Linked DNA regions of Sus scrofa: all the other regions are linked to region 1. A link is a contact called in public Hi-C and HiChIP or PLAC-seq data. All regions are on one chromosome and are shown on one strand. Each heading gives the region's core, a stretch centred on a gene start, on an enhancer-like site or on the middle of the called end of the contact. The rest is flanking DNA. Distances are from core to core; before and after follow the strand shown.

Region 1 (5,175 bases), core at 45-2,544:
TGCAACAGCAAGTCCACACAAGACGCATTTTTTTTTTTTTGGGCCATGCCCAGAGTATGGGAAACTTTCTGGGCTAGGGGTCAAACCCTTGCCACAGCAGTGACTTGAACCAGTGATAAGGCCAGATCCTTAACCACTAGGCCACCAGGGAACTCCCATGAGGCTGTTTTTAGTGTTAATTTCCATTTTACAGATAAGGGGCATGAGGCAGAGAGAACTTAAGTTTCTTACTCAAGCCCACAGCCAACAAGTAGTAAAGCCACGATTTGAGCCAGGGTTTGAGCCCAGGCAGTTGGGCTCCTAAGTCTGTACTTAACAACAACAGCGTACAGACCTTCCCAACATGCAAAAAAGTGTACAGTGTCTGCCTCTGAGAAGCACACTCCCTGGAGAAGAGAGACAGCCCACAAGGGTGTGTAGTCACATGCTACCCGCACCAGGAGAACAAAAGAGGGAGCGTTTGTTCTACTAGGGGAGGAGAGAGAGAATTAAGAAAGCAGCCTGAAGGAGGTGACTTTTATCATTTCCAGAGTTTTCCTTTGTTGAGGTGGGGAAGTTTGAGGTAGCTAAGGCTTAGGGAATATCATCACAGAGCTCCGGAGGCCAGGATACCAGGTATGAACAGTGTGTGACATGGCCTAGTTACTTAACTTCCAGGGGCCTCAGCTTCCTCACCTGTATAATGGGGATAATAACACCTGCCTTGTGAAGCTGTTTGAATACTAAATGAGATCATGTGCTCGCGACCCAGTGTTATTCCAATCTTTATTTACCTCTCATAAAACTATTTCCCTCAGTAAAAAATTTTAATTGAGCCCATTTTTTTTACACCCATGCTCCCAGTTGCATTAGTAATAATAATCCTAAGTGTCATTATTAGTCATTTGTAGTAACAATATAATTAATAATAATGTTAATTGGCATTGATTGAGGGCACTAAATACTTAATATGTATAATCTGTATCTATCTAATCGACTCCACAGAACCTATCTTAGAGATAGGTAGCATTATCCCCATTTTAGAGATGAGAATAATAAGGCTCAGAGAGATGAAGAAATTTACACGAAGGTCTCCTGGATAGGAAGTGGCAGAACTAGTATTCAGACCCGAGTCTGTCTGGCCCGAAAAATGTCCGACAGAGAATGCCCTGGGTTTGGAGTTCACGCCGGCCTTGGCCATGTCCCTCAGCCTCTTTCTCAGAAAGAAAACAAACATTCTAAGCGTTCTGCGTACACGTTGGAACAGGAACGCCCTGGAGAGGCAGGCTGAAGCAGGAAGATCTGTCCTTATTTGGAGGGTGGGGTTGGGGCCGTCCCTCAGCCTTGTCACCCAGCCTGGAGGTCCCGGCCAGAGCCGGACTGGAACTGGCACCGAGGTCGTCTTGGCGGGTCAGCGTGTGCCTTCTCCGGCTTCGGGTGGCTCTGGGCAGCCAGGGGCGACCGGCCCCCCGCAGGGACTGTCTGCCTGCCAGGGAGGCCGCTTGCTGGTGACCCAGCCCGTCCCCACGTGGGTGGCTCCCAGGCAGCAGCGAGTTAATCTGCTATCTGTTGGGAAGGCTTCCAGAACCCTCCTCCCAGCCCGTGTTTGCTCAGGGCTGGGCTCTTCAGAAACTGAAACCAGCGGGGCGCCAGGCCCCGCCAGCTCTCATGGGATCCTGCCTGGGTTTACCTTCTATGGGGAGGCCCGCGAGGGCTGGGCGGAGCGCGGTGTGCAGCCAGGCAGGGCCGGCGACGTGGCGACCGGGATCCCTCCCCTCCTCCCAGGAGTCACCCCGCCCCCACCCCGGGACCTGCTCCAGGCCCGGGGGGAAGCACGTGGGCTAACCAGCCACCAGGGGTGGCTGGAATCCTGGCCCAGCCCTGCACCCTCTGAGACATTGAATGCACCACTAAACCTCAGGAGTTTGGCTTTCTTTCACTATAAAATGGGGGTAAATAATACCTAGCCGCCAGAATCAGTAGCATCTGTACCTTAGTACCTCTGATCCAAAAGAAGGAGTTCCCCTCATGGCTCAGTGGATACGAATCTGACTAGCATCCATGAGAACACAGGTTTGATCCCTGGCCTTAGTGGGTTAAGGATTCTGGGTTGCAGTGAGCTGGGGTGTAGGTAGCAGCGCAGCTCGGATCTGGCGTTGCTGTGACAGTGGCATAGGCTGGCAGCTGTAGCTCAGATTCAACCCCTAGCTTGGGAACCTCCATATGCCATGGGTGCAGCCCTAGAAAGACAAAAAAAAAAACAAAAACAAACAAAAAAACCTCTACATATGGTCACTGTACTGGTGTGCTTATTATCAGTATGGCTGTTGGGTTGGGCAGCCTGCCTTGTGAGGTGGTAAGCTCCCATTACTCAAAGTGTCAAGCACAAGCTGAGTGAGATGGGGACAAAAAAGGAAAAATTAGGACAGAAAGGGACCCGTACTTGCCAGAGCCAGGTACTACTGACTTGGTCATCTCAGAATCACCTGGGAAGCTCACTCCATCTCAGATCCACTGAATCAAAACCCCTGGTGGCAAGTGTTTTAAAAGTACAGCTTTGCTTTCTTTTTAAAACCACTGATCTAGACCAATAATCCCAACATTGTTCCTCTTCAAAAGACCCTTATGTTCTTCCCTCCTACCCCATTGATTGCACAGTGGGAAAGATTTTATTGACCAAACTAGATTGGTTAACTCGCAATTAATTTATTTGCTTTCTACATAAATTATTAACCAAAGACCCAGAGTTCATCCAACAAATAGTCGTTCATTCAACAAATTTATTTGCTAAGCAACTGCTTGTGCCAGGCACTGTGCTGCGTACTGGGGGACAGTATGGGAGCTCTGTCCTCAGGGGCTCTCCAGTCTGGTGTGGGATGTAGACAGGGAATGAGAATTCAGATACTTGGCCCTGAAGCCAAGAGAATGTCACTGAACATGACACCCAGAAGCCTCACAGCGACCAGATAGAGTTCCAGTCAAAGGCAAAGAAAGTTGATGCACCATTTCTCTTTATGGCCTCGTTATACAGAAAGTTGGATGGCCCTCTCTGACACACACACACACACCTGCACTCATAAAAACACCTACATACACATATAATGTACAATGGCATTATTACTTTTACGGATTCCATAAAGTCCAGGACCCTTAGATCACGAACATCTAAGGCCTTATGAAGAAAAGAAGACCTTTTGGACCTAATTCCTACTTATGTGGCCAGTCTCCTTACCTGCCATGCACCCCTGAACACTCAGAGCAGAGTGGCTGAGAGTATGGGCTCAGAAGCAAGACTGCCTGGGGTTGAATTCCAACTAGATTCCTTACTAGCCATCTGGAGTTATCATGGGCCAGTTACTGTGTGATCCTAGGCACACAGGCAAGATCTCTATGTGCCCGGGTTTCCTCTTTGGTAAAGTGGTCCAAACAGAAGTACCTGCCTCACAGAGTGGTGGGAATTATAAACAGGGCCCTGAAAGCAGGTGCTGGGCACTCACTATCTGAGCTGTTACCATACTATATCACGGGTTGCCTTTGATGCTCTCTCTGCCTAAACAACCCCACCCTTTCTCTACCTGGAGAGCATATAGTTATTGATGTGATGTCTCCTCTCTAGAGCTTTCCTTGCTTTACTTCACTAAGCAATTGGATACTTTTTCCTCTAAGTCCCCAGAGCTCTTTTTATAGACTTCTTAGGTGCCTCTCATCCTGCAATCATGTTTCTAATTGTGGTTTAGGTGTTTCCCTTCCTTGCTGGATGATGAGTTCTTGAAGAGCAGGGGCCATATTTTATACATCTTTTCATCTCTAGGGACATGACAGTCTCTGGGACAAAATAAGCTCTTGCCATTACCTGTTGAATTAATGAATGGGCAGATGATGGATGGATGCATGGATGGATGGATAGATGGGCAAAGCGACTTGCCCAGGAGCACAGATTTCAAATGGATCTGCATATAGTTTATGTGGGGAAATTACTTTTCTGAGCTTTTAGTTTCCACCTGGAAAAGAGTTCTGATAATAATAGTCAATAATAAGGTCTTGGGTTTGGGAGGGCTAAACCAGGTAGGTATAGGTCAGCATTCAAGAGTATGAGCTCTGGAATCAAATTGTTTTGGTTGAAGTCCCAGCTCTACCACTCAGGAGCTGTGTGATTTCTGACAAGTTCCTAACCTTGCTGTGCCTGGAGAAGATAGATCTTAAACCAGCCAAAGAACACATTAATGGGCTGTTCAGAGAATTGAAAGAGCAATGTTTTATAAAAATGCTTGGTACAGGGGAGTTCCTGCAGTGCCAGGACACAAGTTCGATCCCTGGTCCATTACAGTAGGTTAAAGGATCTGGCATTACCATAGCTGCAGTGTAGGTTGCAACTGTGGTTCAGATCTGATCCCTGACCTGGGAACTCCATATGCCACGGGGCTGCTAAACAAAAAAAAAAAAAAAAAAAAAAAAAAAAGCAAGGAGTTCCTGTCATGTTTCAGCGGGTGATAAACTTGACTAGTCTCCTTGAGGTTGCAAGTTCAATCCCTGGCCTAGCTCATTGGGTTAAGGATCCTGCATTTCTGCAAGCCAGGGTAACTTCCATATGCTGCAGGTGTGGCCCTGGAAAAAAAAAAAAAAAAAGCCTGCACAGGGTATGTATTAGGTAAATAACTCTTGGTTCCCTTCCCCAACTGTCTCCAAACCTGGACTCTGAATGCCTGGAACAGCTGTTCAGATGCCACATTTTGCTCCCAGTGACTAATGTCCCTTAAGCCAAGGTTAGAAAGCTGACTCCAGAACTAAGCTTACATTTGAGCGCTGAATTAGGAGGAGGGAATGTGGCTGACTGGGTTATTTAATTAATAAGGCAATTTTTAAAAGGGGGCAGTTTCAAATCAACACACATGCCAAGGAAACTGAAAAGCAAGAGCTAACCCACAATTTCATATGTGGTTCCATTCATCATTGGAAGGGTCCCTTATGTGGAGTCATGAATAACAGGATCATCCAAACCCAAGTTAATGTTTTACAAACTATAACAGCAGCCAACCAAATTGCTTCTGGACCAGATTAACCATAATCAGTGTGCACCAGTGTAACGATGCTTGAGTTTCTTCTTGCTGTATGACAATATCGTTGAAGAAAGTCATTATTCAAAATTTTCCAGTGATTGTCTATTTACTAAGCCAAAGGTTACGAAAGGGAAAAAAA
Region 2 (5,760 bases), core at 69-2,568, 590 kb before region 1:
ACTGGGAGTTTGGGGTTAGTAGATGCAAACTATTACATTTAGAATGGATCATGGATAAGCAATGGGGTCCTACTGTATAGCACAGGGAACTATATCCAGTATCAGGAGATAGACCATGATAGAAGATAATATGAGAAAAAAAATGACTGGGTCACTATGCTATACAACAGAAATTGACTCAACACTGTAAATCAACTATATCCTAAAAAAAACTTAATTAATAAAAAAATCCTATGTCATTCTATGTTCAAAATAAAATACTCATTTTTTAGATGATCTATATTATGATTTCAATCTACTATGGATAACTGGAAATAATGTAAATAATCTATTTTCTCATGTTGTCTCTCTTTATATTTTCCATTTGCAGTTTCTAGCAAACAGTACTTTCTAGTTCTAGTCAAAATGGGAACAGAAGAAAGTTTAGTGGGAAAATCTGACACTGTCATCGATAAAATGAAGATGGAATATTCAGAGGGATGGGCACAGAAATACTAGAAGGCTCTGGAAGAATATTCAGCAGCTCAGACTGTAGTGAGCCTGGGCAGACTTTGTACACTCTCTACTTCGATTTGAAGAAAGAGAAGAGATAATGGGATGAAGAGACAGGAGCAGAGGCAAAAATCCTCTCACTAAGACAGTGGCCAAGATCAGAGTGGGTATGAGACCCTGAAAAGCAGCATCCTCCAGCCTCAGGCCTGGTGCTGAGATACAGAAGTCGGAGATGGAGAAATGTACTTTCCCATCTAGCTATGCTTCTGCAGTTTGAGTAACAAACATTACAAAGGTGGAGTGCAAAGCCCTGGCAGCAAGTGAGCTATGTCTGAATTTCCAGGGCCTGGGAAAACAAATATCTGCTCCATTCCATTGAAGTGAACTTTTGTTCTAAGATAAAATGAGGTTTTTTTTTTTGTTTTTTTTTTTTTTTTACTGCTTTATCTGTTCCTTTGCAGTATCACCCATTGGTATGACAAATCCTAGCTGCTTGCCCAAAGGCAAATTCTTCAGGTAGAACACTTGACAGTTTTCACACGACAGTCAGTGCCAAGGAAGCTATTTGAATGATAGGTTGATTTTCAGCATCCAATTTCCTCAACTTAGAATTCAAGGCTTTTTACATTTGAGCTTCTGACCTGGAAGAGCTGACACTTGTTGATTGCTCACACAGGTCAGGAAATGGCGCCAGTACAGTACAACCACCAGAGGAGGCGCTGTTGTCATCCCCATTTACAGAAGGGAAATCTGAGACAGCAGTTAAGTAACTTGCTCCTAACAAGTGGCAAAGCTGGGAGTTCAGAATCCACACATGGTACACAGCTCTGATTTCCTGGCCCTCTCTCACTGTTTCCTCATACTTGCACAACAAGTTTGCCATACTGAAAAGACCCATGATGGAGTCAGGCTTTTCCACACTCTTTTCACTTTCCATTCCCGCCTCCTGAAATGCTTGTCCCATTTGCACCTCCTACGTGATGCTTCCCTCACTTGTCCTGGCAGAGCTGGTTGATCCATTCCGTGTGCTCTTGTGACACTTCCCTCACATCTGGGAAAGGCAGTGTGAAGGTTACAATGGGATTTTTCTGATGACAGGTCTGCCTTCTCCACCAGCTGCTAAGCTCCTCCAGAGAAAAGACTGGATCATCTTCAGCCTGGCAGCCCCCATGCCCTACATGGCATCTGAGGCCAAGTATGGGTCTAACACATATTTGCTAATTGAATTATCTGCTACCTTGCTTCTTATACCATAAAATGTTCCCTCTCTTCATTGAGGTCAGTTTCCTCAAATGTCACCACTCTGGATTAAACTTTCCAGAACTCTCTGTACTGGCACTCTCTCACTCCTGGCACTCTCTACTGCTTTACACAGACCTGTTCTTAATAACACTTAGCAGTACCTGATAAACACATAATGATGCATATACAAATACACACATGTACACATATGCCCACACATGCACAAACACACATATCCAAATGTGCATATACATATGCACACACACATATGTATACTGGTATACATACATGTACACAAACACATATGCACAAGCATTCAGCCGTACATGCACATTGCTGAGCATGCCAATAGAGGCACATCTGTGCACACATATGCACAAACACACACATATACACATGCACAGACAGATGTGCACATAAACATATATGTGGATACACAAGCACACATGTGCATGCATACTCTGTATGCATGCATACTGTGTATATAAAAATATTCATGAGTATGTTTCTATGGGAGGTTATGGACACTCCCAACAAGAAGGAAGCTTCATAGGAGCAGGAACTTGTCTCTATTCACCACTATGTCCAAACATCTACAACAATGCCTGGCACATAAAAGGAAAATATCACGTATTTTTTAAAATAAAAGAATGACTTCGCCTTGAACACTTCTATCATTCATAATACACATTCGTTTAGATCCCATCAATCATAGCTAAATATACACGGCACTGCCAGACACTAAAGAGCTTTACAGAATGTCGCTCATTTATTCTTCAAACAACTCTATGAGGTGCGTGCAAGTACTATACCCATTTCAGAGAGGAAAAAAACTGAGGCATGAAGTATCAAGCAACTTCCCAAGGTCACAGAGACAGCAGATGGAACTAGGATTGGTGTTCAAACCAGGATTTGAACTCCTATGTTGTATTACCTCAAGACTTTTCATTTTCCTTGTGTTCAGAAGCCAGATTCTGACATCAGAATCATAGTACAGAGCATGATAAAGATTAGCGTTATGGAAGGTGGGGTGGAGGAGGTGCTACTCTCAGGTATAACTAGTGACCAGTACCATTTTTCTATATTCCAGACATTTTTTATTTTTAGTCTCTCTAGATAGTTATCCTGGCCACAAGATGGTAGGAGGCAATCTTCAAGATTCCCAGTGTAGGGAAATAAATTCTTTTTTCTGTTTGCCCTTTATGATGACTCATATGAATGCTTAGTTAAGAGAAAGTTGAAAACAAGGAAATTAACCAGGCCCGTGGAGAGATGATAAGGAAGCAGCCGGCAGTTCAGATGTGAGGCCGCCGCCAAGAAGCGATAACTGGAGATGTGCATTTTCCCACCAACAGCTGCTGATGTACAAGCCCCAAAGTAAACATTAGTGCTCAGGGATATTATATGGATGTGAAGCACCATGTGTTGAGTTTCTGTGCCATGAAAAACAGTGGATCTTTGGGGTAAGCCTACTCTTGCAGCCAGTGACGCAAGTGCAATCTTGACATCGGGCCCCCAAACAAAACACGTTTCCAGCAGTCTTCTACCTTTTGAACTTGGAGCGCTGAAGTGCTCCTAACAGGTGGCTGGCAGTAGTAGAACCAGGAGCTGGGTTATCCCGGTGTTTTTGTTTTTGTTCCCAAGTTCAGCAAAAGAAGACAAAAGCTCATCTTTTCAGTCACATACGAATCCATGAGAGAATAAGGGGAAACTTCCGATTATGAATTCCCTCTGGATACCAGATAAGGTTCTGAAGCGGATGAGCTGGTCAGAGATTTGCTTGAAGTCAGGGTCTCTGGGCATAGGAATCTATACTAAGTCTAGACATTCTGCTCTGTTCAGGAGGAAAAACTTTCCCCTATTGGATGCAAAGTCTTCATGAAGTAGATGTGAAGTCGTGGGGAGAAAGAGATCAGCCTTGGATCCAATCCTGCCTTATCCCCTCTGCTTGGGCAAATCCCTCTGCCTACTGTAGTGTCCACTCGCTCAACCATTAATAGAGGTAAAAATACCAGGATGGTGGTTTGAAAAGAGCAAGTCACTCCACACCTGACTTTAATAACATCAACATTCAATTCAACATTAATCAACAAAAGTAATCAACAAAATTATTATCCACTTTAGGATTACTGATCTTTCCACCATGCAGTCAAAAATCAGCCAGCCTGGTCTAATAAGCCTCGTCTTATTCCCCGTGACTGGGAGAACCCCAGACACCGGTGCTGTCCTTAAGTATTTTTTTTTTAAATAAATTCACTTCTTCACACTGGGCCTCAACTCTCTCATCCATAAAATGGATCTAAAAACACACCTACCCAGAAGAATGTTAACTAGAAGCTCTATCTTCCGTTTTGGATATAGATATATGTTTGTGTAGTTACAGGCTAATGTATGAAAAGGCACAGACATATATAGACATACATTAATATATTAGCAGGACAAGTAGGAGAAAGCGCATAGACTCTGGAGTCAGAAAGACATAGACCTAGACTCCAACTTCATTATTTATTGAAATGTCATACTCAAATCTGCCCTTCCCCCATCCCTGCTCTGCCCCTCATCAAGGCTCCCGCAGCTGTTCTGCTATCAGGCAGCAGTGTTTCTCATTAAACCAAACCTCAACCTAAAACAGTAACCTTCACATCACACTAACAAACTCCCTCCCCTTCTAAGTCACATCCAGGAACTCCCGGAGTCGTCCTTGCCTCTATCGGCTTGGGCACTGACACCACTTTTCTCCTTCCAGATTCCTCGGCAAGACTGTATCTGTCTTCTAATCCCCCTCCTTCTCTTACAGACCGTCTGCATCTTTGGACACCTCCTCTTTCATGTTGGGTACGCTCCCTGCCCCCAGCTCTTAGTCCGAGTCTGCGCCTGGCTCCTTCTCAGCACAGCTCACCCAGTTGGTCTACTTGAGCACTGCATATTACTTCCACTTCTGACCTTTGTGCCCAGTGCCAACACATCCTGCAGGACATCTCCACTGGGCACCAAGTGGCACCTTCCATCCTATAACCAGCTTCCTAGCCCCAGACATTCAGACTCAGGATCCTTGGGAGGTAGGGCCTAGGAATTATATATTTTTAAATGCTCCCCTATTTGGATTTAGCAATCCTTATTTTGGATCTTTCAAAACACGCTCTTAACTCTCAGATCCACAGAGGACTGACCCTCTGGGTTCTAAGCTGAATGATGGGGCTAGTGAACACAATTCGGTGGGAAACCTGTGATAGGTGAAAGTGTGGCAGAAACAGAGGAGGGAGTGATTCCTGGTTTCTAAGAACAGTGGTGAAGTCTGGAGAAGAGTCCACCGCAGAAGTAAAACTTAACCTGACTGCTGACTTGAGTAGGAGTGTGTGGGTGGGGAGCGGGGAGGGGGAGCAGCACTTTGCAGGAGCAAAGGCAGAGAGGCTAGTGTACTGAAGAGCTGAAAGGAGGACAAATGGTTGGGTGTCAAATGGTTGGGTGTTAGATGCTGCGTAAGACAGAAGGGGCAGGAAGATTCGCATACTCCCTACTCTGCGGTCTCCACTTGATTTTCTTATCTCACAGGTATTTTAATGAGGAGTTGATTTCACAAAGTATATTTTGAACAAGTATTAGTAGGACACTTCCTGGATGCTGTTTACCAAGTATTAGTAGGACCCTTACTGGATGCTGGATTTTTTGTTTGTTTTTACAGAAGTAAACTCAGTTGCTGAAAGGAAATAAAGTCACAGAAGGGTTCTGGTACAGAGTAGGACTTACCATCCTCAGCACTACTGACATTTGAGGCTGGGTAATTCTCTGTTGTGCCCTGAGCATTGCAGGACATTCAGTGGCATTCCTGGCTTCTGCCCAACATATTCCAAGCCAGTTCCCCTTTTCCAAAAGATAATCAAAAAATGTCTCCAGTCATGGCCAAATGTCCCCTGGGGATGGGATGGAGGGGTTAAAAATCACCCCTGGATGAGAACCACTGGTACAGAGTCATTTCAGAACATGAGCTTTGGAGTCAGACTCAAGTTCGAACAGTAGTTATGTGAT
Region 3 (5,569 bases), core at 2,528-5,027, 750 kb before region 1:
GGAAGAAGAAGATGTGGTACATATATACAGTGGAATATTACTCACCCATAAAGAAAGAATGAAATAAAGCCATTTACAGCAACATGGATAGACCTAGAGATTATTATACTAAGTCAGACAAAGTTAAATATCATATGATGTCACTTATATATGGATTCGGACAAAACGATACAAATGAACTTATTTTAAAAGGAGACACAGACTCACCATAGAAAACAAACTTATGGTCACCAAAGGAGAAAGGTGAGAGGGAGGGATGGACTGGGGGTTTGGGATTGGCATATGTACACTATTGTACATGGAAGGGATGGTCAAAGGGGACCTTCTATATGGCACAGGGAACTCTACCCAATATTCTGTGATAACCCATAATGGGGAAACACCTGAAAAAGAATGGATGTGTGTATATGTATAACTCAATCACTCTGTTGTACAGTAGAAATTATTGCAACATTGTAAGTCAACAGTATTTCTTTTTTTTTTCTTTTTTTGTCTTTTTATCTTTTTAGGGTTGTACCTGTGGCATATGGAGGTTCTCAGGCTAGGGGTCTAATGAGAGCTGTAGCTGCCGGCCTATGCTACAGCCACAGCAATGCCAGATCTGAGTCACATCTGTGACCTACACCACAGCTCATGGCAACGATGGATCCTTAACCCACTGAGAGAGACCAGGGATCGAACTCGCAACCTCATGGTTCCTGGTCGGATTTGCTTCTGCTGTGCCACAAGGGGAACTCCCAGCTGTATTTCAATAAAACTTAAAAAAAAAAAAAACCAGGCTTCTGCCTCAGTTTCCCTTCTTAAGTTTTGATCTTCTTTCGTCTCATGCTCTAGACCCTGCAGGCTGGGGTGGGCTGGGGCTCTGGCTGTGCTGCCAATCCTCCTCCCCCTGACTGAGGGGAAGAATCTTCCCACTGATAGGCAGGAGATAAGAGTAACAAAAAGTTAACTGTATTAAGCACTTTCTATTTTTTCTGGTTTACCAGCATTGCCTCTTCATAACAAGCATAGACGTAGGCGCAATTACCAGTCCTATTTAACAGATCAGGAAACTAGATGCCGAAAAGATTTAGATCCAAGGTCATAGGGCCAAGGTGACTAGAGGCTTAATTCGTAAAAAGGAATTCTACTAGTACTATCCTCTACTAGAGGATCCAGAGCCTTCTCTTTTCATGACCAGCCTCTCTGCTTTTGAGTGTTGGGTACTCCCTGCATGTTCATGCCTGTCTTTTTCAAAAATCATTACCACAGTAGCACCACTAACTGAATCCCTATACGCCTTACATGCATTACCTCATTTGACCTTCCCAGCAATCTTATGAAGCAGACATTTTCATACCCATTTTACAAATGAGAGAGGCAAGGTTAGAACAGGTATGTTATTCAAAGTCAACTGGCTGTGAGCCAGGACTCGGGTACCATACATTATTTCTTTGTGATTCCTTGATCACTGTACCGTGTGTCAAAGGCCTGATAAATATTAACTCTCATAATGGCCCTACGAGGTAGGTAATACTAATATTCCCATTTTACAGAGAGGGAAACTGAGCCAGAGAGAAATGAGGACATCTATTCCAAGGCTCACAAGTAAAAGTGGCAGAGCTAGATTTTGAACCCAGGTAGTTAGGTGCAAGTGTCTGGGCCCCCAACGTCGAGTGCTGTGTTGCTATAAATGAAGGATGCCGGGGGAGGGGAGGGGAAGAGGAGATGATTTCAAAGTGGAGGAAATTGGAGGACCCATCATGGCTCAAAGGGAATGAATCTGACCAGCATCCATGAGGACTAGTATCCATAAGGGTTTGACCTCTGGCCTTGCTCGGTGGGTTAAGGATCTGATGTTGACATGAGATGTGGTGTAGGTCGCAGATGTGGCTCGGATCCTGTGTTGCTATGGCTGTGGTGTAGACTCAACTGCAACTCCTAGCGCGGGAGTTTACATATGTCGCAGGTGCAGCCCTAAAAAGACAAACAAACAAACAAAAACAAAACAAAACAAAAAACAAATGAGAAGGAATTGTCTCAGGACAGGCAGGAGGCTCAGTGAATCCAGGAACTACCAAAAGCTCCCCACTCACGTGGACGGGAGTAGTCCCCCAGAGCCCTGGCTCCTCTCCTCCAAAAAGGGTCAGCCACCCTGGAGAATTTTCCAGCATTGAGCAATGGTGTAGGTGTTTAGTTTCCTTTAGGCCCATGGAGATGCATCATGAGGAAATTGCCTCAGACTCTGGGGAAAGCTGTGACTCCTCTATGCAGCTACAAAATCCTCAGAAGAGATAGAAGTCAATAGTTTTAAGTGACTGATTACATTTAAATGTGTGTGTGTGGGGGGGAGATCTTTTATCAGGAGGGGCAGAAATAAACATGTATTAAGTAGGCAGAAACAAAGGAGATGTTAAACCCTTAAAACTGTGATTTGTTCCGTTTTACAGAGAAATAAACTAAGGCTCAGAACAGCGAAATGATGTTCCTCAAATCAAGTGCAAGTACAGGAGCCTAGGTGTGGTTGGTCCAAGGCCCATATACATGACTTCAGGCTGCAAGCTCCTAGCTAGTCCCCGACTGCCTCTCATTTGCCTATGACTGATCCATATGGTTTCAGAATTTCCCCGTAATTAATGGTGAAATTACCAGGAATGTCTGCATAAACACAGAGACCATCCTGCCAGCCTGGTGTGTTCTGGTCTAAAATGTTATTATTCTGAAAAACATAGCTTCAGGAAAAGAAATAGTTTATAGGGAAAGTCTCCAAGAAATCTTGAAGCCATAAAGAAAGAGATTCACAGATGTCAGTAAAGGAAAATTGAAAACTTCTGGATAAGACACTATAAGCAAAGGTAGATGATGAGGATCCTATTACAAGAAAAACTTCAATATATACGACAAAGGACTGAGGTACAGAGCACACGAAGAACTCCTCTAAATCTGCAAAAGAAAGACAAAAAACCCTATAGGAAAATGAAGAGAGGATCTTAATAGGCCATTGACAGATGACAGACCGAGGATATAAAGAAAATGTTCATTCTTACTAGCAACAGGGCAGAGGCAAAGGAAAAGAACATAAGCAGTCATTTTCTGCCCAAGACTTTGGCAAAAATGTTAAGCGACTGACAATACGCAGTGTTGGCAAAGGCAGAGGGGCACCGTTGGCAGAAATACAAACTGGGCTGGCCTTTATGGAGGGCATTTTGGCCATAGCTAAGACAATTTCAAGCGCACGAATCCTCCCAGAAGAAATTTTATTTTTTTGTATCTCTCCAAGAGAACTCTTCACACATGTATGTAAAGAACCATACCCAGGATGATCCTGGCATTGCCATATGCAAAACTAGATACCAAACACAGTCTAAATGTCAATCAATAGGACATAGGTTAAGTAACTTTTTATAAATGCAGACTCTGGAATTACCACCCACAGGTAATAGACATAGGGCGGCTCTATATGCACTGACATCCTCCCGACAGCTAATAAGTGAAAAAAAACCTTGTGGAGCAATTTGCACACTATGATCCTAGACGCTCCCATACATATGTCTGTGAATGCATTAACAAGGTGAAGAAGACATACAAAACAGACAGTAACGATTCCCTCTGGGATCAGGAGAGGCTTGTGCCTTTTGCCTTTTACTCTGAATTTCTATGTCGTCTGCGTTTTTACAGTGTAAGTGTATTTCTACCATTGTTCACTATCTAAAGAGAAGCGAGTCAGCCAAAGAGACAGAGACACTTGCCTTGTGTTCGGGGTTACATCCTGTTCGCGCAGGATTGAGAAATACTCTGACCCAGGGCCGCGTCTCCCTCCTCTGCGGATGGGAAGAAAGCAGCTCATTTGGAAACTGCCCTCCCCTCTTCTCTCCCTCTCATTTCTGAAGGGGCTCGTCTACCTGAACACATGTGGGTTTACACACAGTCCTCACCAGCATGTGCTGACTCAGAATAACCACTGCCTAGGTTAGTTCACCACCTGAGAACTTTTGAATCACTGAACAAAGAGATTCTTGTCACCTTGGTAAAACTCATACACAATCAAACCCCAAAACAAACTCCAACAGCAATAACAAATTGTCGGGTCTCCTGAGCAGAAGACTTGATTTAAACCATGGGGTCCAATGGGCACAGATTGGACGTACAGCTCCAAAAATAATGGCTCTGCTAGCCTAAAACATATCAGATGTTCCTTTAGCCTTAGCTCGCCCAAGACATAAACTATGTGTTCAGGGGAAAGCAAAGTCAAATGACTCATGACAGAGTTTGTTTTTAGTATGAATTATTTTTTCTGGCTCCTTGCTTTTAAAGACGGATCCTTTTCAGATGGGTAGAAGCAAGGACTGCTGGGAGCTGGGCTCTTGAGCCTAGCCCATTCCCACCCCCCACTTCTGAAAGCTGGAAGCGGATGCCCTGAGAAGGAGAGTTTATTTCCCATATGATCACTCCCACGATGCACTGCTGCTGCTTTTTTTTTTTTCCTTTCGAAACAAGTCAGGCAATGGCAGCCTGAGTGAGGTGGGTGAAAAACACTAGATCTGGAGCCTGAGAGACCTGAGTTCTGATTCCACTGCTACCATTTGTGAACTGCTTGCCACAGGGAATGTCACATGACTTCTCTGGTCTCTGGGCTGCAGTCTGAGAAGAATTCTGAGAAGAGTAAGCACCACTTTAGATTGTGGTGGGGACTCAATGAGGTAACCCAAGCAAAGTGTGTGCCTCACAGGAGACACTCAGTAAACAGCAGGGACAGGACTCCTCAAGGCAGACAGGGTTCTGTATACCTCAGCATCCCTAATGCTCATCTGAGAACGAGGCAGCAGGTATTTGAGGAAGGCAGGCAGCAATGCACTTGGTACTTATGATATGCCCGACACTGTTCTAATCGCTTTATATGGATTATCTCATTTATCTTTACAAATAACACAGGAGGTTATTTACTATCCACACTGAGACACAGAGAGATTAAGAACCCTGACCAAGGCCACACAGGTGGTCAATCGAGGGCCTGAGAGCTGAATGCTTGCGGGATGGCTTTAGAGCAGGAGGCGGGGAGGGAAGACAGCAGACCAGAGGCTCCCTGCATGGACTCCAAGGAAAGGCTACATCAGGAACAGTCCACCTCTCAGATCACTGTCGAAGAACAGACACAGGGGAAGGAGGCAGACAGCAGGAGTGTGGTCACTCGTGGCTCTGCAGGAAGACAGGTGGTGGACAGCCAGAACCCACCCATGAGTATGGCAGATTAGGACAGCTTCTCAGAGCGCTTGGGGCCAGGAGCTGCCCATGCTTCAGGAAGAGTGAGTACCCTCCTACAGAGCTGATGCCCATAAGCATTCACCACCTCCCTCTCCTCAGTTATAGAACTAAAACGAACCTAGAATTCCAGAGCTGGAAGGGACCTTAGCCATTGCCTGTGGCCACTCTGCTGTACAGGTTAGAGCACCACTACTTGCTAATGCCACACCACAATTAGAGTAAAGACCAGAGTCCCTACTTTTCAAGACAGCAATCAGCCTCTGGCACCGGAACAGACTAGTAGCCACCCTCCCTTCTATGCACAGCCTTGAGATTTTGATATCCTTTT
Region 4 (5,633 bases), core at 341-2,840, 710 kb before region 1:
TCCCTCCATAAAATCCACGTGTGATGTGAAATGTCTTTTGCAATTTGGTGGTAGGAAAAGCTCCGTCTCCCAAAGAAACTAGTATGTTTCCTCTTTTTGAAAATAAGAATTATGCAACTTATCATGTGTTCTTTTTTTGTCTTGGCTGCCAGGAAGCTCAAATTGTCTGTGCCATCATCCAATTGAGTTGTTTCCTTCTTCTTATATTTTTGTTCCTTATTTTTTCTTTTAATTCCCTTTTTACTCACATTTTCATTTGTGTCTCTTATTGAAAGAGACCTCAAAGGTATTTGGAAAGTGGTGGGTGGAGAAGAAAGAAGGACATATAAGTCTGAAATTGACATGAAAAAACTTAAGTTTTGAACCTTACCTGTTCCACGTACTAAAAGAAAAATGGCCAAGAGGAAATTTAAATGAAACGATTTAAAAGCTATTTTAAAGGAGGAAAAAAAAAAGAAAAAAAAAAAAAAAAACCAACAGAAAAACAGAACGACCAACAGCAACAGAGGCCAAGTCAAATGAAAACTGCAATAAATATGTCTGAGGCTAGAAGTGTTTGTGCTTTCCCTGGCTGGAACCTATCATTTCTTAATTATATCCTGTGTGTGTTTTGCAAGACATGAGCTGCTGTCAAGAGGAAGGATAGCCCCAGACAGGGGAGGGGCCATGGCCCACCCCTCGGTCCTCACCTACCTGTACAGAAGCAAAATCCCCCGAAGCACAGGCCCCCAGAATAGCAGCGCCCACAAGAACAGACTCCACCTCTTGCGACAGGACCACAGGCATGCCTGCACAGGACAAGGCCACACCTTGGTTAGGGAGCAGGGCCAGGGATAGAGTGGGGAGCCAGCCAGCAGCTCCAGCAGCACAAAGGCCTGATGTAAAGGCAGCAGCGGGGGTGGGGCCTCCCTGACCCCTGCAGTTCCCTGTTCTTTGGGATTACCTGGTTCTAAAGGATTTCACTGCCTCTGCCTGCTGGTGCAGTAGCCAAGGGCCCCCCAGAAGCCAACACCATATACATCAACTCGGGAGACCTTTCTGCCCAGGTTTTCCAGGCTTCTGCTAGCAGCTACCTACCATTTCAAGTAGTTCAACAAACACTGATCAAGTGCCCTGCTAAGCCCAGAGAATACAGGGTGTCTTGCTATTCATATTCAGGTCTCAAAGGGGATGGATGAGCAAGAGATAAAGGCCGAGCAGAGGGGCTGGGTCTGCAACTGAGAAGCACTAAGAAAAGGGAAGTCGTAAGAGAGGGTGTGATTAATTCTTCCGGAGGCTTCTTATTTCTTCCTATTTCTCTCAGAGCACCAGCCAAAGCCCCTGCCAAGGCTGACAAGGCCCTCCAGGATGGGTGTCACTTCTTCCACCCTGACTGGCCTCTCCTCTTCTCACTGCCACACTGCCTGGCCTCCTTGCTCTCTCTTGAGCCTACCTCGGGGCCCTTGCCTGTGCTGTCCCCTCTGTCTGGGGTGCTTCCTTCCAGATGTCCCTATGACAACACCCTCTCCTTCCTGCAAGTCTGTGTAAACATGCCCATCCCCCTGCAGCTTTCCTGACCATTCGACATGAAATGACAACTTACCCACGACACCCCTCACCCCCACACACTGTTTCACTGTTTCCTCCCCATGTTATGACATATCCTCTTTACTCTCTGTCTCCCCTAGTAGAATATAAGCTCCATGAGGGCAGGGTCTTTATTTTGCCCATTGCTGGATCCAGAAGGGAGACCAGGATCTAGCACAGGGCAAGTACTTACATGATGAAAGAATGAATTTTTGAGATGGGGGCAGGGTCCAAGCAGGGATGCTCAGGATTAAACAGGTATTTGAGGATGCGTAGGGAGGGGTTCACCAGGCATGGAGGTACACTCCACATGCCAATTCCCAGAGGTTGAGGGCTCATGGGCTTACAGTTAATAGGACTAACTTAGGGTTCTGAGTATCTTGTGTGTGTGTATGAAAGAAAACATACATAAAAATATAAATATATGTGCTAATCAGGAGATGGCAGCAAACTCCACAGAGGTAAACTCTGCAGCCAGACCTGGAGGATCTTCCTCTTCTCAAGACATCAGTTGTCCCAAGACTGGATTTTCTCTTCCTATCTCTTTTAGGAAGACCTCCCTGGCACATCCTCCTCATCCTCCTCCCCAGCCACCCCAGACAAAGGGGACAGGGGAGAGAATTCCCACACATATCTCAGGGGACTTAGGAACACCAGCCTCATACCACAGGGCCACTGCTGGAGACAAGGCTGACAGGTATCAGCTGGGGTGGGGTCTCTGGGAAAAGCTTCAGATGCGAAGACCAGCCCTGTGTCCTTCAGCCAGTCACTCACACCCTCTTAGACCTGGTTTCCCTGTGAAAAATGGGGCTGAGAAGAGAGTTGCTGAGAAGGTGGATGAAAAAAGGCACATAAGGTGCTTCATGCATTTCCTGGCCTATGATAAGCCCTTGAGAATGGTGGTGGCCACTGTTCAGATGACTCTCAGGGAGGGGCGAAGCCCTTCTAGAGCGGGGAAGTGGGCCAGTGGGGAGAGGAGGGGGTGGGAGCGCGTCAACCATCCGAGGGGGCCGGAGAGACACCAGGACACACTGAAGCGCTATGCTGGCCGCATCAGGAGAGAGCACTGTGAGCCTGTGCAGAGTCCAGGGATCATGGAGACGGGAGAGGGACTGTGACCATCCTGTGGGCCTGGGACTTTTTATTTTTATTTATTTTATTTTATTTTTTGTCTTTCGTCTTTTTAGGGCCTCACCTTTGGCATATGGAGGTTCCCAGGCTAGGGACTGAATTGGAGCTGCTGCCGCCAGCCTACACTACAGCCACAGCGATGCCAGATCCCAAGCCACATCTGTGACCTACACCATAGCTCATGGCAACGCTGGATCCTTAACCCACTGAACAAGGCCAGGGATCGAACCCGCAACCTCATGGTTCCTAGTCAGATTTATTTCGGCTGCACCACGATAGGAACTCCCTATTTTTATTATTTTATTATTATTTTTTTAGGGCCTCACCTTTGGCATATGGAGGTTCCCAGGCGAGGGGTCGAATCAAAGCTGCAGCCGCCAGCCTATACCACAGCCACAGCAATGCTAGATCCAAGCCGTGTCTGCGATCTACACCACAGCTCATGGCAATGCTGGATCCTTAATACATTGAGCGAGGCCAGTCACTGAACTCGCATGTTCATGGGTACAAGTCAGGTTCATAGGTTCGTTTCCGCTGAGCCACAGAAGGAACTTCAAGGGCCTGGGACTTTTTAGAAGAAAGCACGGCACATGCTGCTCACCCTCGGCCACTCCTTGCCCTGTCAAAGCCTCACTAGTCTGAGCAGGTAGGAACTACTCACAGCACTCTCCCCCAGAACAGAAAAACAGAGGAACTGGGTAAATCCCCATCAGCTCTCCAGCTGCGGCCCTAAGAGCTCTGGAGCCATGCTGCCAGGGTTTGAATTCTGGCTTGCTCACTGACTTGGCTGTGTGATCCTAGGTGAGCTACCTAACCTCTCTTGTGCCTCAGTTTTCCCATCTCCAGAGTGAGGTTAAAATTCTACTTATCTCACAGAGTTGCTGGCAGGATTGAAAGTGCTGTTGTAAATAAGGCACTTAAAAGAGGGCTCGGCTTCCAGGAAGCACAGAATTAGCTGTTGTGGTTCTTAATGTTTATCTTATCTCAGTTATCCCCATCTCCTTCCCTCTCAGCAACACAACCTGTTCTGGGTCCTGGGACACTGGTCTGTGTGGACCACCTCTGTAGGCTCATGGCTGCATCCATGACCGAGCTCTCCTCCAGTCAGGTGGCCCTTTTCATAAAGCCCCTCACGCTCAGCTTGGTTCCCTGTCACACCAGCCCCTGCAAGTCTTGAGCGGTCAGTCTAAGAGCAGCCCCATGGTACTGCCTGCTGGCTGGATTTTCCCTCTACTCTGCCCACACCTCTGTCAATAGACCATTCGTTTGACGTTTTTTTTTTTTTTCCCAGTTAATCCAGTTTGCATTGTGTCATCTGGCTCTGCCTGGATCTAACTCAGAGACACCGGCTTCCTCAGGGTCCCCCATCCTCTCTGGACAGTGGTCAGAGCATGAGAGCACTTTTGCTGTCTGTAATGACCCTCTTGGCAGGACATTCCTCTTCTCTTTTGTGTGCCCATGCCAGGCTCAGCGCTGGTGCTCAGAGAAGGCTTTGGAATGAATACATGAAGGCCTAAACGACTGAAATAATGAATAAGACAGGAAGAGGGAAACCCCTATGGAAACGCCACAATTCAACAAAACAAAATTTAGGAGGAACATTGAGTCCCAAGTCAGTGGGGGAAACCTACAATTACTTAGTACACACAAAATATTTCTTAAAACCACAGTTAACTAAATGCCTAGGGTACAAGGAGATTCTTCCTCCTCACGTAGAGAACATTTCCCAAGTTGGCAAAGGATCACTCTCCCTGCTTGCACGGAGCAGGAGCGTTCGGTTCCCCAAAGGGCAAAGATTGGCTTACAAGATAGCAAACTTTTTTCCTCAAACGCACCTCCATCTTTTTGGTGTGTGGCTGCTTTAAGGGAAGAAGTGAACTAGCATTTATTGAACAGCTATGTGGGGCAAAGCCTAGAGCTTGGGGCTCACCAACTCGTGAGTATTCCTCAGTATGATCTGTAGGAGGGGAAAAAATATTGTGTCTACCTTTCAGAAGAGGTTAATGAAGCTCAGAGAGATAAAGTAACTTGCCCCAAGTCACAGAGCTGGTCCTCCACTCTTTCCCTTACTCCATGCTATCCCCAAAGAACCTTCCAAATTTCATTATTTTTCACATGTATTCTTTCTCGGGAATCATGTACCAGCGAGGCAGAATAATAACTCAGGGAGCATGGGCTTCAATGCATTCTTTGATATGGCTATTGATTAACGTTTGTGGCTTAGGGGCTCCAGGGAGTAACATCCCCACAGGCCTTGTTTGCTAGAGGGAGTGTGCCTAAACCCAGCTGGACATTAATCCCTAATCCCCTGTGACCCAGTTCACGGGAAGAAGAGGACAAAGAAACCATAAAACGGGACATGTCCACCCCTAAAATTCCTATTGGACAAGGACTGATATAGGCAACTGGGCAAGGCCAATGGTTCCAGAAAACCACATCTTTCTGGACCACATGTTAAAACCCCATAGGACAATAGGGAGCGGGGGCTTTTCTCCCCACTCCCGGCAGCCCTGGGAGCTATTTGCTTTCCTGTAATAAAGACTTCGCTTGCTTGCTTTCTGCCTGTGTGTTCGGGGAGTTCATTCTTCGACTGCGTGAACAAGAACCTGGATTTCCGGCATCACCAGGCCCCTGACTCTTTCTACAGCTTTCTTTGCAGGAAAACTAGAGCAATTACACTCTTTAAAGGCACAGAGCCCTCTACCTATACACCCACTGCTTGTGCAAGTGTCTTTTAGGGAAGCAAATGCAAATGTGTTCTTTTCTCAGAGTGCTGGGTTGAAGGAGAGGAAGAAGGCCGCTTTGCCTGGAATGTGAACTATTTTATCTGATGCATTAATGAGCTTAGCAGAACCCAAAGCCTTTAAAGGCAGATGCACTTTGCCATCACTTGTCAATCACTGGCTTCCCAAGGCAGAGGAATTTAGGCTAAAGAA

What was found. A called contact is a pair of places that touch in the nucleus more often than the background predicts. HiChIP or PLAC-seq counts read pairs in DNA pulled down with a chosen protein or histone mark.
Region 2: an H3K27ac HiChIP or PLAC-seq map of skeletal muscle shows a contact between it and region 1. The contact joins two enhancer-like sites. A contact is called at or near these places in 2 of 47 Hi-C or Micro-C datasets (liver and skeletal muscle) and 2 of 2 datasets of contacts at active chromatin or transcription factors (alveolar macrophages and skeletal muscle).
Region 3: a Hi-C map of subcutaneous adipose tissue shows a contact between it and region 1, with 1.7 times the contacts expected there. The contact joins two enhancer-like sites. A contact is called at or near these places in 5 of 47 Hi-C or Micro-C datasets (mesenteric adipose tissue, psoas muscle, retroperitoneal adipose tissue and 2 more) and 2 of 2 datasets of contacts at active chromatin or transcription factors (alveolar macrophages and skeletal muscle).
Region 4: a contact with region 1 is called in an H3K27ac HiChIP or PLAC-seq map of alveolar macrophages. The contact joins two enhancer-like sites. A contact is called at or near these places in 2 of 2 datasets of contacts at active chromatin or transcription factors (alveolar macrophages and skeletal muscle).

The regions. Positions count from the first base shown.
Region 1 is chr6:153,561,132-153,566,306 of Sscrofa11.1, forward strand. No RefSeq gene overlaps it. Among named protein-coding and RNA genes, the nearest start is that of JUN, 120 kb to the right of the region's middle. Within about 2 kb of position 1,295, at least 76 of the 83 cell types and tissues checked have an H3K27ac peak or open chromatin away from gene starts, as enhancers often do. A contact at or near this core is called in alveolar macrophages, liver, mesenteric adipose tissue and 3 more, where this site is marked.
Region 2 is chr6:152,975,698-152,981,457 of Sscrofa11.1, forward strand. The region is part of intron 7 of FGGY (FGGY carbohydrate kinase domain-containing protein); the gene reads right to left. Among named protein-coding and RNA genes, the nearest start is that of FGGY, 230 kb to the right of the region's middle. Within about 2 kb of position 1,319, at least 11 of the 83 cell types and tissues checked have an H3K27ac peak or open chromatin away from gene starts, as enhancers often do. A contact at or near this core is called in alveolar macrophages, liver and skeletal muscle, where this site is marked.
Region 3 is chr6:152,813,289-152,818,857 of Sscrofa11.1, forward strand. The region is part of intron 14 of FGGY (FGGY carbohydrate kinase domain-containing protein); the gene reads right to left. Among named protein-coding and RNA genes, the nearest start is that of HOOK1, 110 kb to the left of the region's middle. Within about 2 kb of position 3,778, at least 19 of the 83 cell types and tissues checked have an H3K27ac peak or open chromatin away from gene starts, as enhancers often do. A contact at or near this core is called in alveolar macrophages, mesenteric adipose tissue, retroperitoneal adipose tissue and 1 more, where this site is marked.
Region 4 is chr6:152,849,356-152,854,988 of Sscrofa11.1, forward strand. FGGY (FGGY carbohydrate kinase domain-containing protein) reads right to left here. Exons shown (of 16, transcript XM_021097811.1): 14 at 694-788. Among named protein-coding and RNA genes, the nearest start is that of HOOK1, 140 kb to the left of the region's middle. Within about 2 kb of position 1,591, at least 24 of the 83 cell types and tissues checked have an H3K27ac peak or open chromatin away from gene starts, as enhancers often do. A contact at or near this core is called in alveolar macrophages, where this site is marked.